Linked DNA regions of Mus musculus: region 2 is linked to region 1. A link is a contact called in public HiChIP or PLAC-seq data. All regions are on one chromosome and are shown on one strand. The core of a region is the stretch at or near the end of the contact, and the rest is flanking DNA. Distances in the headings are between cores, read along the strand shown. Region 1 overlaps Tmem255a (transmembrane protein 255A). Region 2 holds the start of Lamp2 (lysosomal-associated membrane protein 2).

Region 1 (7,507 bases), core at 2,099-4,598:
TCTCATCCCCTTCTCCCATTGAAAATCATTTTTTAAAGATTTATTTATTATTATAAATAAGCACACTGTAGCTGTCTCCAGACACACCAGAAGAGGGCGTCAGATCTCATTATGGGTGGTTGTGAGCCACCATGTGGTTGCTGGGATTTGAACTCAAGACCTTTGGAATAGCAGTCAGTGCTCTTAACCGCTGAGCCATCTCACCAGCCCCGAAAGGCATTTTTTTTTAAAATAAGCGTTATGACCACATTGGTATAAAAACAAATATATCTGTTATGTGCCAAATTTTTGTCTCAAGCTAAAAGTTCACCATTTTCCTTCTTATTTGAGAAGAAATACTACCATTTTTGTGGCACTCTAAAATTAGTATGAGTTCTAGGCACTATGCTTACTGTGATTAATGGAAAAGTTGTTCCTGGGCCAGAAGTCTGGAACAGTGTGAAACACAACGTGGTAAATGAGGGCGGGAGCAGGAGGTGCTACCTAGGCTGCTAGTAGGGAGAAGGCATCAAGAGACTTACTGCCAGCTTTGAACACTCTGAAGTATAAAACCAAGCTTCCAAGCAAAATGCACCCACTTTGACAACTAGTGTGGTTGGTAATCAAGCACTCTATAACTGGATTTGAAGCCCATCCCATAGGAGGGAATCTATATTGGAACTCTGCTGCAAAGACCATGGTGACGGAAGTCACAGGCCCTAAGGGAGACCTTAATTCCATTGTTAACTAAATTGACACAGTATTGAACCACCTTCTAAATATATATGTTTATACAAATAGGCAATTATCACTCTCAGCCTTAATCACCGAAGCCTGCCTTTCTAGTGAACTGTGATAAATGCAGAGATTTACAGTTGCAAAAGGTGTGGAAGATCGCTGACAGTGGAGTGCTCAGTCCTAAACATAACATTTATATACCACACCCTCAAGGCTCAGGAAATACTGTAGAAGACGGGCAGAAAGAATGTAAGGGCTAGATGCTATGGAGAGGCACGGAAAACATGCCTCCTTCAGAGGGAAATACACATTTTTTTCAACAATTACGAATGCGTTTTCTGGATATGTACAAGAACGAGCCCATTAGCAGCTAGGCACGAATGTAAGAAGAGCCCAGGAGACCCTAACCCATATTGCTGAATGATTTCCTACTGGTAAATTCAGTTAAAAGAGGGTGTCATTGCCTTGTGTTATGTATCCACTCGTGATGCCACCAGGTTGCAATGGATAGTCCCAATCAAATGGTCCCCCTGATGTCTCTGAACAAATCAGAGGAGTCCGACACAAAAGCAAAAATTACGTATCTGGGAAAGGGACAGGGAGGGAGGAGTGGCTGTTGATGGAGTGGGAGATAAAAAGAAGAGGGATGAATGCAGCAATCAAGATGCATTTATATGCATGCATGGAATTGTCAAAGAACTAAACTTAAAAGTGGGGAGCAAGGTCCTCTATACAGATGTGCTCTTAGTCATAGAGCTCTAGAGTCCAGGAGTGAAAACGGCCCGTATCCAGTGCAGTTTCTGCAGAATGGGAAACATGTGACACCTGGACTGAAGGACTGAACTCAGGGTGGGAGGTTTAGCTCTAAACTTTCTCCAGACATCCAACTTCATTATTACACCTCAACCACTGTCATAAGAACAGCAGTATTTGGGTACCTCTGTCCTCATGGTCTGTTCTGGTAGCTGTCGAAGGGGAGCTTAGTTTGGACCATGTGGCTTCCTGCTACAGAATCAAATGGTCTGTGTCTCTACAGTACCCCATCATGGCTGTCTAAGGCCATGATACTATCTTGCTGCTCTTTCCCTACCTTCAAGACATCCCCTAACCCCAAATTTTACACACCAAAGGGCTACGCCATCCCTACTGCCACTGGGAAGGGAAGTCTTCCCTGCTCTCTGGAGCCGGAAATGAACCACTATGGCACCCTGAAGCCTGTACTGGCAGTTTAGGTCCATTTTTCTAGATGCTTACATTGTTCACCGGTGTTCCCCTTGACTACCAGCTATTGAAGACAGAGGAGGAGTTTCCTTCTCCCTTGTATACGTGTGCCCCTCAAAGCACTCAGTGCACATTCAAGACAGGATTATAGCATTGCACAATTCAACTCAAGGTTAACAATACTCACAATGTGTCTGGCGGCAAAGACCCCATCAACTATAGCACAACAAAATGCTGCAATCACACCAAAGCTGATAAACACGATAGAAGCCACCAGCTGCAGGAGGGAACAAAAGGAACATGTCTGTTAGGCTTCCACTCTTGCTGCTTTTGAAGACTAGGTAATCCCCAAGAGACTGCCAGCCAAAGCAGAACTCTACTCTGTCGCTGACAAGGATGCTCTTTTTTTTTTTCAGTCATGCAGGGTGAGTGGATATGGGGTTAGGCAGGGAGGAAGAGAAGGGGAAACTGAAGCATTTTTAAAAATATATTTCAGGGTAAGCTCAGAAATTCATTCTGTGAGAACCGAATGAAGAAGCTTGCTGGTATCGAGTATGCTGTCCATGGAGGAATTCGACTGCATAGCCCTTCCATCCTCAGATTCAGAAAAATGTTGGACCTTGGACATCATGTAATCCAACCCTGTATTTTACTTTTGTGGAAACGGAGGCACGGTGAGGGGAACAGTGTCCCCAGTGTCTCTACTATGAGTCTATGAAAGAACTGATGATGCCCACCAGTTCCTGGCCTTTGATTTCTATACCCCTAACTCTGCAGCTTGATAACATAGTGGACACTGAAAATAACAAGAGTGATTCTTGGGTCCTACATAACTCTGTATCATGTTATGCATGATTGAAGAAAAGGGATATTCAATGCACTACCAGTTAAATGCCAGAGAGATTTTGCAAGAATTGATGTCTCTGAAATGGGTAAACTTTTGTGTGGTCTATATAAAAATTTTCTTTCTTACTCTTTTTTTGGGGGGGGGCATGGCCTCATGTAGTCCAGGCTGGTCTCAAGTTTATTTTGTGGCTAAGTATCATCTTAAACTTCTAATCCAGCCACCCAAAGGTTAAGAATGCTGGCATGTACCACCATGCCTAGCTAGAAATTTTAAAATAATAAAACCAGATTGCCAAATTTATTGATCATGTTAGATAACATAAATTTTCCTACTGTTCATCTTCTAGTACCAAGATGATGCTACATATTAAGGTATGGCAGAATCACAATTTCAGAATGTCTTCGAGGACAAGGAAATATGATACATGAGCCCACAATCTGCTATGGTTGACCTTGTGAACTACCTGGAATCAGCATTTTTCTTTCTTGATGCTTTTGGTGAGAAAGAGGAGGAAATAACATGGCATCGAGCTATTCCCCAGGGAGAAGAAAAAAAGATCAAAGCCAAGGCTGCCCTAGGGTTCACCCACTTCAGCAGGCTGAGAGGAAATACTTATCTCCTTTGGGAGTTGTTCAGAAACCTCTCTCCATAAATCTCACTTCACAGCACTGCAGATAATCAGTAAATAATGGATGAACGATGTCATGAAATTGGCATTATTAGCTATGCTATGATCAGCTCTACAATTAAAACTCCCCCATTATTTTGAATAATTTAAGCCCAAAGTGAAAACGAAACTGGCAAGGGACGGAGTCCAGGTGAAATGGAAGAAGAAACTATTAGAAGTCCCCTGGCAGTGATTCCCATATTGCTGGGGGAAGCATATGGTTAGAGTTCTGTGTCCCTAGAGCTATTACATTATTTGATTAAGCTTGATGTTAAACAGACCCCATTGCCAAAATTTGGATGCGGTTAAGAGTTGTTCAAGGGGACTCTAACCTTAGTCCAGTGTCTGACCACTCACCAGACTTCCTGAACTGTTGCAATTGCATTCAGCCTATCCATTCTACCCCTTGCCCTCAAGGAAACCTTCTCAAAATTAAACCAGGAAAACACAGCAGCTCGCCTTTAGGAGATCATATTCGAGCAGTGAACTTTCTAAGCTTCAGCTTCTGTCAAATGCTGATCCTTCCTTTCCACTTTACTGCATACTTGACTTTGAACTACGGACAGCAAAGACACAGAGATATTGTTGTGAAGTTGACTTCATAATTTTAGCTTGATCTATGTTTCAGGTACATTGACTTTCTTCCTCTGTAATTTTTTTTTTGTTTTGGTTTGGTTTTGGTTTTGGTTTGGGTTTTTGTTTTGTTTAGTTTTGTTTTTTTTTTTTTTGAGACAGGGTGGAACTCACTCTGTAGCCCAGACTGGCCTCAAACTCACAAGAGATCCACCTGCCTCTGCCTCCCAAGTGTTGGGATTTAAAGGCGTGCGCCACCACTACCTGGCTTCCTCTTTTTAATTTTAGTTTGTGTTTTGGTTTTAAGACAAGGTCTCAAGTAGCTCAGGAAGGTCTTGAAGTCAAGATCACTCAAAGGTGATCATGAACTGAGTTCCAGGTCCCCCCTTCTCGACCTCCCAAGTATCGGGACTAGAGACAGAAATCACCAGGCCCAGTTTCCCTTTACTTTCTTAATGGGAGTTCCCTAGATTATAATCTCCTAAAAGAATACAAAGAAATTTTGCGAAAACTTTTCCAAAAGATTATGTAACCGAAAGGAAGCTACGAAAGTCAGTAATATTCAGAGCTACAGTAAGATATACAACAGAAACCCGGCATTCTAGGCCAGACTAGCAGCCTGATTGAAAAGCCAGAAGTATTCTTTTGAGAATGAAGGAGAAAGCTTAAAGAGATGCACACCAGCTTGAAAATACTGGGAGATAAGTTCTCTGGAGGCTTAGTGGGGGCGGGGGGGGGGGTGAAATAATAGCTTCCTTTGGGGCCAAATGTACACAAGCTTAGGCAATGTGTTCCTTATCCATGTAATCACTGAGCTCCCTAAAGGAGGAAAACTTACCATCTGCCGCTTGTTCTCAATCAGGTTTGACCCGATGATCCCAAGGAATGATCCAAAGCCAAGCTGTAAGACAACACAGCATTTAGGAAGACAGTCAACCTTCCCACACAGTCATTCCAGTCCTTGGCCATGGTGCAGGACAGTGGAAAAGAACTGGAGTGTAAATGTCAAAGCCACGTGGAGCTTCTTACACAAACACGCCATGTACAATGAGAGTATATTCTCCCCATTCTTTGCAGTTTTCTCCTGGAGCAATGACTCACACTGAAAAGGCAGCTCATGTGCCCCCAGATCAAAAGTAAAGGTCAACTACAGCTTCTTAGTGCCTGCCTGTTTCAATTTTAATACCCGCTACTTAGCATATGACTGGTGACTCAGTAAGAGACATATAATGGTGAAAAGTACACATTACTGTCAGATCTCTATCTAGTTTTGAAAAGGGCCTTCTATACTGAAGCATGGATTACAGAATAAAGGTTTGCAAAGGCAATTTTTGATGCATCGGGCATACTAATTAAGCTCAGGAAGTACTTTAGAAATCAGCAAGCACCTTAACCCACACACACACACACACACACACACACACATACACACACAAAGAAATAGAAAAGAACTTTTTTTGAAAGCCTATATTTGTGGTTGACCTGCTGCAATTTATGTTAGCACTTACTCGCCTCTTTTTCCATCTCTGCTTCATTTATGGACAGAAAGCATTCATTAAAGAGTGAACAGAAATGGCAGTGTAAAACCCTGAAAACCAATTTCTCTTGTCTAAGTGGCCAGGATTATGGCTCAGTGTAGAAGATCCCACTGCCCTCTCAGCTCTGCCATTAGTGAACTGAAGGCTGCAGGTCTCAGCTGAGAATGATCACTAACCAATAGCTATTGATGGAGATGGAAAGAGAAGAAGTAAAAAGCGGTAAGAATGGACCAATAAATCTTAATACATGTTCAGTGATGTAGGTACACTTTGCACCCGCAGCCTTACCTTGACTTGCAGAGGCTTCTGCTTTAACACAAGACTCCCAAGTTTTACATCTCGGCTGGGAAACCTAATGAACCCAAGGATTGGATTGGGTCTGATGGGCCCCTGTCCAGAAACTAACGGTTTGCCTCAAGACCTCAAGAATGGAAGAGACTGAAGGGAAGCAGACATTCCTTCTGCAGGACCAGTAACCATTCTTGGGAAAGCAAAGCTTCTGTGTCTGAATGCATAGACTACTCCATCCCAGGATGCTGAGATACAAGAGGGGACATATACTTTCTCCCACCCAATCTTCTTTAAAATACAACTAAGATGTGTTGCTGCAAAATATACCAATGTAAACACAGTCATCACACTAGTCTGGCTTGCAAACACAGATCTTCTACTAATGTCTGTGTAATCTAGAACTGACTAACCACTCAGCCTCTTTTCTTGTGTATGAAATAGAAGGAACCACAGAAATGTTATCTTACATAGCTTTGCAAAGATTAACAGAAGCAATACATTCAAATGACTTTTAATGGAAATAATACAGTCGAATAGCTTGGCATATCACCTGCTATTCAGTGCATACTGAGAAAATTTACTGTTTTGTTCTAGAGATTTGAATCATACTTTTTAAATTTAAAAATATGTATTATTTTATGTATATTAATTCTTGCCTGCATGTATGTCTATGCACCATGCATGTGCAAAGCCCTCAGAGGTCAGAAGAGGGTGCAAGATCCCTTGAAACTAGATTAACAGATGGTTGTGAGCTGCCAAATAGGTACTGGGAATAATCAAACCCTAGAAATGCAGTCACTGCTCTTAAGCACTGAGCTATTTAGTATTTATTTGTTTGTTTGTTTATTTATTTATTTATTCACACTCTCACACATGAGTGCTATGGTGTGTGAGTGGAAGTCAGAAGACAACTTGAAAGAATCATTTCTTTCCTTTCGCCACCTGGGTCCTAGCAATGGAACTCTGGCTACTGAGCTTGTGGCAGGTGCCTTTACCTGCTGAGCCATCTCACTGACCCAAAAGACATTTAACTTTTGAACCACTCTCATGTGATTTAAGCTGAAAAATTCTGTCTGTGCATCATGCATGTGCAATGCCATTAGTGGCCAGAAGAGGGCGCAAGATCCTCTGAAACTGGAGTTACAGATGGTTGTGAGCTGATAGAGATAGATAGATGGATAGATAGAGCAAGTAACTACAACAAAACACCTTATAACCATCATGGAAATACACCATTAGATATGTCTGGGTGGGTGTTTACAAAGACATTTAACTAAGAAGAGGCTGACCCACTTTTGAGTGTGGGCAGGACCATTTCATGGACTGGGTTACAGACTACGTATGAAGGAGGCAGCTACCCGAGCATGAGCATCCACCACTCTCTGCTTCTGGCCTCTGAGTACAATGTGAGCAGCTGCCTCTTGCACCTGCTGCCATACCTTCCCCTGCATAATGAAACTGTGTCACCTGCAACTGTGAGCTATACGAAATCCTACCTCTCTTAAATTACTGTTGTGAGGATTTTGTCGCAGCAATGGGACAAGTAATTAGTAGATATCAGAAACAAAGCAACTGGCTATTCCTGACATTTCCAAACAACTCTTTGATGGTGGTTCCTGGAAAAGACAGTCGGAACCCTTGTGGAACTAGCTG
Region 2 (7,507 bases), core at 1,957-4,456, 220 kb after region 1:
CTCAGGAGGCAGAGGCAGGCGGATTTCTGATTTCTGAGGCTAACCTAGTCTACAAAGTGCGTTCCAGGACAGCCAGGGCTATACAGAGAAACCCTGTCTCGAAAAACCAAAAAAAAAGTAAAACGTAAAATCCAAAAACAATTCTTAAGATCCGCAGAATCTTCCTCAGCCTGACAGCAAACCAGGATATGCCTGAAAGAAGAGCTGTGCAGACCTAAAAACTAGATCGTGGGGGCTGGAGGGGGCTCATCCATCACTCTTCCAGAGAACCCAGTTGATTCCCAGCACCCACATGGCAACTCACGAGTGTCTGTGCAAACTCCAGTTCCAGGGGGATATGATTGCCCCCCTCAAACTGCCACTGGTACCAGGGACACATGTAATACACAGACATACAGGCAGAGAAAAATACATAAATAAAATATAGATAAATCAAAAAATATGAAAAAAAAACCCAACCCTGCATCCTACATTATTGCTCCTGTAACTCCCTTGCTGAAGTTGTGGATGGAATCAGCTCAGGAAACATCTACAAGGATGGATCTAGTTAACTACAAGCCACTAGGTTTGAGCTGTTCTTCTATGCACTAAGCCTTATCTGTTTACTTTCTGCAATGAGCGTGTACTGCTTTTTTAAATGCAAAAGAAAAGACTTCATTAAAAAAAAATTAATGGCACAAAAGCCAGCACATAGGTAATGTACTTTTCTCACTTTCTCTGAACAATAACAGCATTATGTTTGTGCAGATTCAATTGGCAGGGAATTACTGGTTAATAGGCCTTTGTCAGATGTTCTCTCATCACTGATAAGGTGTTTTCCACTGCAAACAAGCCTCTCTTTGGGGGTCAGCCAGTAAGTGCCTCACAGGTAAGGCTAAGAATTAGGTGTGCGTGCCAAGCCTCGTGACCCAACTTCAGAAGTGTTAGAGGAGTTTCTTACACAGTATGGTCAGCTAGATCAAGGGCCTGCAAATATATTAGAGTCAGAACGTTCTGGTCTATGGAAGACGTCACAGAGTCTCGGCTTAGGTGAATTATATCTGCTGGCATTTACTAGTATTAGAAATGAAAGTTGATAAATTAAGAAATGGCGAGGACAATAGAATCATATCAGCACATATTATGTATACAACATCTAGAAAACTCTACTGTGTATAAGCAAAAGTCTAGGAGGAAAAGAAGAAAGACCTTAATATGGTTGGGGAAGGTTTTCATTCCAAAGGCTCCCTAGTAAGCGTCTTGGGAGTCACGGGAGGAGCCCACTGGATGCTGTGCTCTCACATTTGGCACTGCTGATGTTGAAAGAGAGAACTCTTTCTTGAGAGGGGCTGTTCCTGTCCTTGCAAGCAGGTTAGCAGGATCCCTGGCCTCTATCCACTCGAAGCTGCCCAGTGGGACACACAAAAATTCCTCTGGACTACATATATCTATACAAATACTTATAAGCATCTAATAACAAAAAAACAGAAGGCATGGGTTTGAATAAGGGAAGGGAGAAGTATATGGGAAGATTTAGAGGTGGAGAAGGGAGGGGGAAATATAATTGAAATACAATCTCAAAAAAAAAAAAACCTCAAAAGCTATTATGGAAAAAAATTAATGCCTCTAAGAAGATATTGCCAAATGCCCACTGTGTAAGAACACACTGTACCAGTTGATTCTATCCCACCAACATGTGAATTACAAATGCAATTCTTTTGCTTTCTCAAAGCCCCCTCAATAGGCCTATCTCCAGCCCATTCTGGTGGGTCTTTTTCTTCTATCTCTTTATTAAAGCACAAACAGCAGAAGGCACAAGGTAACAAGGAGCAGAGTAAATCAGGTCAGGAGGACACTGGGATCAAAGTTCAAGCCTAGGCTGTTATGGACTCTCAAGTCTATTGGGACAGATCACAAACAACCAACATTATTAACCCAGCAACTCTTCCCACCACTTTAAAACCACGACTAAGCTGACCTGTAGTGAGGAAAAAAAAGAAGCAGAAAAAAAAAAAAATCCAAGCGGTTGTGAAGAAAATGGATTGAATATACAAAGCTCAGATACACAATTACCATCTTGGAAGCTCCCCGGCTTTAGCATCTAGGGGTATTTCTGTCCGGTGTCTGGCTGGGAGGAAGTAGCGAAAGTTATTCGAGAAAAACAAACAAAGCAACAAAAATCAAGCAAACCAACAACAATAACAAAAAAAAAAAAAAAAACAAAACGAAACAAAAAAACCGAGATCCTCACCACCTTTAAGTCAGATACTCACCCCCCACCAAAGTTATCAACTCATCCCTTTAGTCTCCAGAGGTTGGATATAACTTTTCTTTCCGGAAGTTACTCCAGCCCCAGTCACTATATGTATATGTATGTACGTGTGTGTGTATCCCTTCACTCTCAAAACTCCAAGGCCATTCCTTAGCTCTTCAATCACTGCTTCTCCCAGCCTCAAGTCCTACCTACAAAGCTCCCAAAACGGTGTCTCTGTCCCTTGGGCCCTACTGTCCTATCTACCTACCCCCCTATGCCCTCCCCCTCCCCAATAATTTCACGAGGGTACAGCGCCTTCCGTTCCAAATTCATTTCTCGCTCTACACTTTTTTTTCACCATCTTTAAAACTCTCCCCTGATCCAGGAAACCAAGCCTCCCCGGTGTCTGCTCCCCGACTCTTTTTCCAAGTTGCTCTCTCTAGCCCAGAGGTCTAGAACTCTGCGCTCCTCTTGCCTAATCCCTTGACGTCGTCCTCCCTCGTCCCCTTACTTGCCCCGCTGTTACTCTCAGAGGCCCTCCTGGCGGGCCATCCCACGGCCAGGCCTTCCTCCAGGTCGTGTGTCCCCCCCTCCCGGCCCCCCCGCGTCCCCCCTCCGCCGCCGCCTCGGGCCGCCGCCGCCCAGTGTCAGCTGTTCGGTCTCTCAAAGCCTTCTCAAAGACCAGTCTTTCAGGTTGTGGCCTTTGAAACTCCCCGATCCCCCGGGCCCGGCTCAAAGACACCAGAGGGCCCGAAAACTCACCTAGGAACAGAAAGATCAGGATGAGCTTTGCGCCTTTAACCGGAGAGAGGCACATCGTGATCCCTCAGGCCAGGCGACCACCGGACCGACAATTCCAACGAATCCCCTCGCAGCCCTGCGGAAGCGAAAGCACGAGAGACCACCGACCGAGGCACCCAGGCACCGCAAAAGCCTGGACTCGCCGCTTCAGCTGGAGTCATAAGACCAGGGGCGGGGTTCTTTATTCCTTTCAGCCAATCAGCATGCTTAGAAACTGAGAGGGAGGCGGTGATGTCCGGGCAGGAGGGCGGCGTGGCCACGCCCTGGCTTTTTGGTTCACAGCCATTATTAAACTAGAAAGAGTTGTGCGAGGAGGGCATTTTTTTAAGGCTAGCAGGAAAGGAGGAACTTTGATGCTTGTAGACAGTGGGTTATTTCTATTCTAGGTCCTTGAGAACAAACAGCATCATTTTTTCTGGCAACAAAACGGCTGCTAGGCCTCTCAAGATATATATGTATGTAAATTTATATATGAAAATATATGTAAAAAATAATACACGATTATTCAAGTATAGAGACCACCTACACAGTTTATACTATAGGTGGATAGGGAAGCTAGGGGGTATGGAGTCATTAACGACCAGATCAGACCATGCTCTTGAAGTTCAAAGTTATAACACTCTCTTTCCTTGATGGGGAAATTGAAGTCAGAAAGAGGAAGCATATTTTTAAATAGAGGAAGAAAAAAAGAGAGAGAAATAAGAATAGAAGGAAATCAAGATCACTCCCATTACTACCCAGAGACACTCTTTACAAAATACATAAACTCCCAGATATTTTTCTATCTGGAATACAAATACAGTTAATGTTCTCTAATGAGTTCATACTAACCCGTATTCTGTACGCTTGCCAAGTGAACAGTAAACAAACATGTCTCAAAACAACAGAGGAAAACAACATTAACGTAAAACTCCAGAGTTGGAATAAAGCAATGACCTTCAAATGTTGCTTCCCAAAACACACACACTCACACACACACACACACACACACACACACTCTTCTCAGGGATTTTGGAAGTAGTTTTTGTTTTGTTTATTTTACCTGATGATGCCTTAGAGACTCTGAAACAAATGCCCTTTTTCCTACAAGCTTACTGTTTGTTTGAGGTTTAATCCTCACTAAGTTGCCTAATAGTTTGACCTTACACTTAAAGTATAGCTGTAGTTCAGGTGGCACTTGAACATATGATTCCTCTGCCTCGGCATGCCTAGTAGCTTGGATTGCAGGGTTTCTCCTCCCATCCTGTCTTATTCCTTTACTAAACAAACACCTGGGGTGATTCTGATGCTGAGGCCCATGAACTGCACTTAGAAAAGTACTAAAAGCCGTGGTGGCGCATGCCTTTAATCCCAGCACTCCAGAGGCAGAGGTAGGCAGATCTCTGTGAGTTTGAGGTCAGCCTGTTCTACAGAGCAAGTTTCAGGACAGCCAGGTTCTGTTTGCACAGAGAAACCCTGTTTCAAAACAAACAAACAAATAAAAAGACAAAGAGAAGCTCTAAAACATAGCTTCAAAGTCATGCAGTTTGGGAGATCTTTAATCTGTGGCTCTATTTAAAAATAAGCTTAAGAAGAGATTTGTGGGGGCAGTTTAGTGAATTCTCAGAAATTCCATGAGACACTGGTGAGGATTTTTCTGTGGAACTTTATAGATTTAGTTAATTCTACCCCAGTCCCCCACTCCAACCCAAATATTCATAACCACAAATCTGCATTCTGTTGTTGTTGTTGTTTTTGACAGGGTCTCCCTACATGGCCCTGGCCGGCCTGGATCTCATATAGACCAGGCTGGCCTAGAACTCACAGAGATCCCCCGGCCTCCATCTCCAGTGCTGGGATTAAGTGTGTGCACAATCCAGCCTGACTGGAAGATCACTGATAAACCCTTTCCCCGGTATTAGGACAATGAATCATGTAAAGAGAGACCCTGTGAATATAGTGAATATAATCAAAGTGTGCCCTACGAATGTATGAAAAAGGTCACACTGAAGTCTATTAGTGTGTATAAATCACAAATGTTATTTATGATTTAAAAAAAAAAGACAATATTGACGGGGCCTGGTGGTAAACAACTTTAATCCCAGCACTAGAGAGTCAGATGCAGGAGGATCTCTGTGAGGGATTTTTGAGTTTGAGGCTAGCCTGGTCTACAGAGTGAGTTTGAGTCTAGCCTGGTCTACAGAGTGAGTTTGAGGCTAGCCTGGTCTACAGAGTGAGTTCCAGGACAGCCAGGGCCACTGGGGATGGTCTTGAGCTGCCTCTACCTCCCTCCCAGGACCCCAGTGTTTAAATAGCTCTGTAAACTGAATTTCTATAGCTTTACCACAATTTATTTTTAAAATAAATTAATTAATCTTCTCGTCAAGCATGGTAGCACATGATTATAATCCCAGCACTAAGGAGTCTGAAGCAGGACTATCAGAAATCCAAGGCTAGCATAAGAAAAAGGCTTAACAAATACATTTTTAAGCCACACTCATCAGACTCATGTGGTTAGTATGAAAGTTGTACCTCAGAACACCACATTTTCTTTTTTTTTTTCCTCTCTTTTCTTATTTATTTGAGACCTGGTCTCACTCCATTGTCCAGACTGGCTTTTTGAAATGTTAGATAGGTCCAAGAAATCCCCCTGCCGGAGAGCCCTGACTAGCTAGTACTCCAAGCACATCCTACCATTCCTGCCACACCAGCATGTTCTTTAACATGGCATTTTAACCAACAACTTGCTTTGCCTTACTGGTTTGGGCATTTGGAAAAGAGTCTCAGGTAAGTACTTGCCAGGGAGACAAAAGCAAAGTAGATTCGGACCATTGCGACGCTCAACTAGACTGCTGGAGCCCCTTCTGCCATCAGATTCTCACAGGAGCTTCCGTTCTCAAAAATGCCAATGAGTTGGATTTGGCCCACCCACTCACTGTCTTTCTTCTTCAGGGAGCTGCAGTTCTTTTCTAAATACCTTTGAACTAGTCGCACTCTGACCACAGTTCACCTGGCATAACTCCTGTTCCTTAAAGTCAACAGATTAACGAACTTCAAGAACAATTGAACAATACCATCACAGTAACTAGGCTTGTTTTAGGTTGGTTAATTAGCCTTGCTGACACATCAAAAGATCATCAAAAAGGAGCATGTTCTTTCATTTCTTTCATTTAAAAACGTTTTCATAACAGTATTGTTCCAAGGACGGTCCAGTCCACGGAACAGAATAAACAGCTTAAAGATACACCTGTGTGCGTATGGAGGATCATTTATTTTGTGTTGGAGGTTGGATGTGATGTACTGTGTCTACTGGGCAAGCACCTTATCACTAGGCAATAGTCCTAGTCCCTTCTGCTTTTGTTGGGGGGGAGGTTGGTTTTTTGAGACAGGATTTCTCTGTTTCCCTGGCTGTCCTGGAACTCACTCTGTAGACCAGGATGGCCTCCCAAATACTGGGATTAAAGGCGTGTGTCACCACCGCCCGGCTTGCTTTTGTATTTTTACTTTGAAACTGAGTCTTACAGGGTTGCCCCGGTTGCCCTTGAATTCCCTTTGTAGCTCTTGCAGGCTTGAAATTTACAGTTTCTGCCACAGCACCCCAAATGCCTGGGAACATGTGCTTGTACCACAAGGCCTTGACTTTGGTGATGTAGTAGATCAGTGGCTCTAAACCTTCTTAATGCTGCAACCCTTTCATACAGTTCCTCATGCTGTGGTGACTCAACCATAACATTGTTTTTGTTGCTACTTCATAACTGTAATTCTGTTACTGTTATGAATTCTAATGTAAATATTTTTGGAGATAGAGTTTACCAAAGGGGTTGAGACCCACAGGTTGAGACCCGCTATAGTACATACTAAAACTATCACTACAAAGGAAATGAAAGAGCCTGGGCATAATCTCTCACACCTTTAGTCCCAGCTCTTAGTAGATAGAGGCAGGGGATCTCTGTTAGTTCAAGGTCATCCTGGTCTGTATGCTAGTCCCAGGCCAGCTAGTGTTACAAGTGAGACTTGCCTCAAAAAGCAAACAACAACAAAATTGACAAATTATTTAATGACTAATCCTGGAAGAATATTTGGTTGGTTTTATTTTTTTTTAATTATCATGCAATGTCACTTTCTCCCCTGGTGTATCTTATCCTCTCCACATACAAATTATTACAACCAAGTTGCCTTTCATATTTTACAATTATCCTATACTCATTGAATGGAGAACATTTGTAAAAGCACTGCTAAACACAAAACAAAACTAGAAATACTCTCTAGTCTATAATCCCCAACGTCTGCCTAGCAGGCTTCTTCTCCCACCCCTCCCCTAGAAGAATGGCTCCAGCTTCCCCTTAGGAGCCCCTCTTAAGCCAGTGAGGGGACAAAGGGATTGAGCCTATGTGCTCCCCCAGCGTCCTGGCTGTCCCTCCAATGCTTGTGTCTTCAGTGGCCCTGATGTGTTCCAGCTCTAAGCATCTTCAGGGCAGAGAATGTGGTGGTATC

What was found. HiChIP or PLAC-seq counts read pairs in DNA pulled down with a chosen protein or histone mark.
Region 2: an H3K4me3 HiChIP or PLAC-seq map of pro-B cells shows a contact between it and region 1, with 4 times the contacts expected there. The contact joins the promoter of Lamp2 here to the enhancer-like site in region 1. A contact is called at or near these places in 5 of 39 promoter capture datasets (the 3T3-L1 cell line, the C10 cell line, cranial neural crest and 2 more), 1 of 15 datasets of contacts at CTCF or cohesin (large pre-B cells), 7 of 484 Hi-C or Micro-C datasets (LSK cells, cortical neurons, cranial neural crest and 4 more), 15 of 115 datasets of contacts at active chromatin or transcription factors (astrocytes, bone marrow-derived dendritic cells, differentiating embryonic stem cells and 8 more) and 3 of 9 other capture datasets (adipose tissue, liver and pancreatic islet).

Annotation. Positions count from the first base shown.
Region 1 is chrX:38,230,978-38,238,484 of GRCm38.p6, forward strand. It overlaps Tmem255a (transmembrane protein 255A), which reads right to left. Exons shown (of 10, transcript NM_172930.4): 3 at 4,864-4,926; 4 at 2,126-2,215. It overlaps Gm39507 (a long non-coding RNA gene), which reads left to right. Exons shown (of 2, transcript XR_882295.2): 2 at 2,435-2,677. Among named protein-coding and RNA genes, the nearest start is that of Gm39507, 6.2 kb to the left of the region's middle. Within about 2 kb of position 3,349, at least 7 of the 459 cell types and tissues checked have an H3K27ac peak or open chromatin away from gene starts, as enhancers often do. A contact at or near this core is called in pro-B cells, where this site is marked.
Region 2 is chrX:38,453,254-38,460,760 of GRCm38.p6, forward strand. It overlaps Lamp2 (lysosomal-associated membrane protein 2), which reads right to left and starts at 3,207. Exons shown (of 9, transcript NM_001017959.2): 1 at 2,996-3,207. The coding sequence starts at 3,050. It overlaps LOC115489130 (a long non-coding RNA gene), which reads right to left and starts at 2,989. Exons shown (of 2, transcript XR_003953097.1): 1 at 2,053-2,989.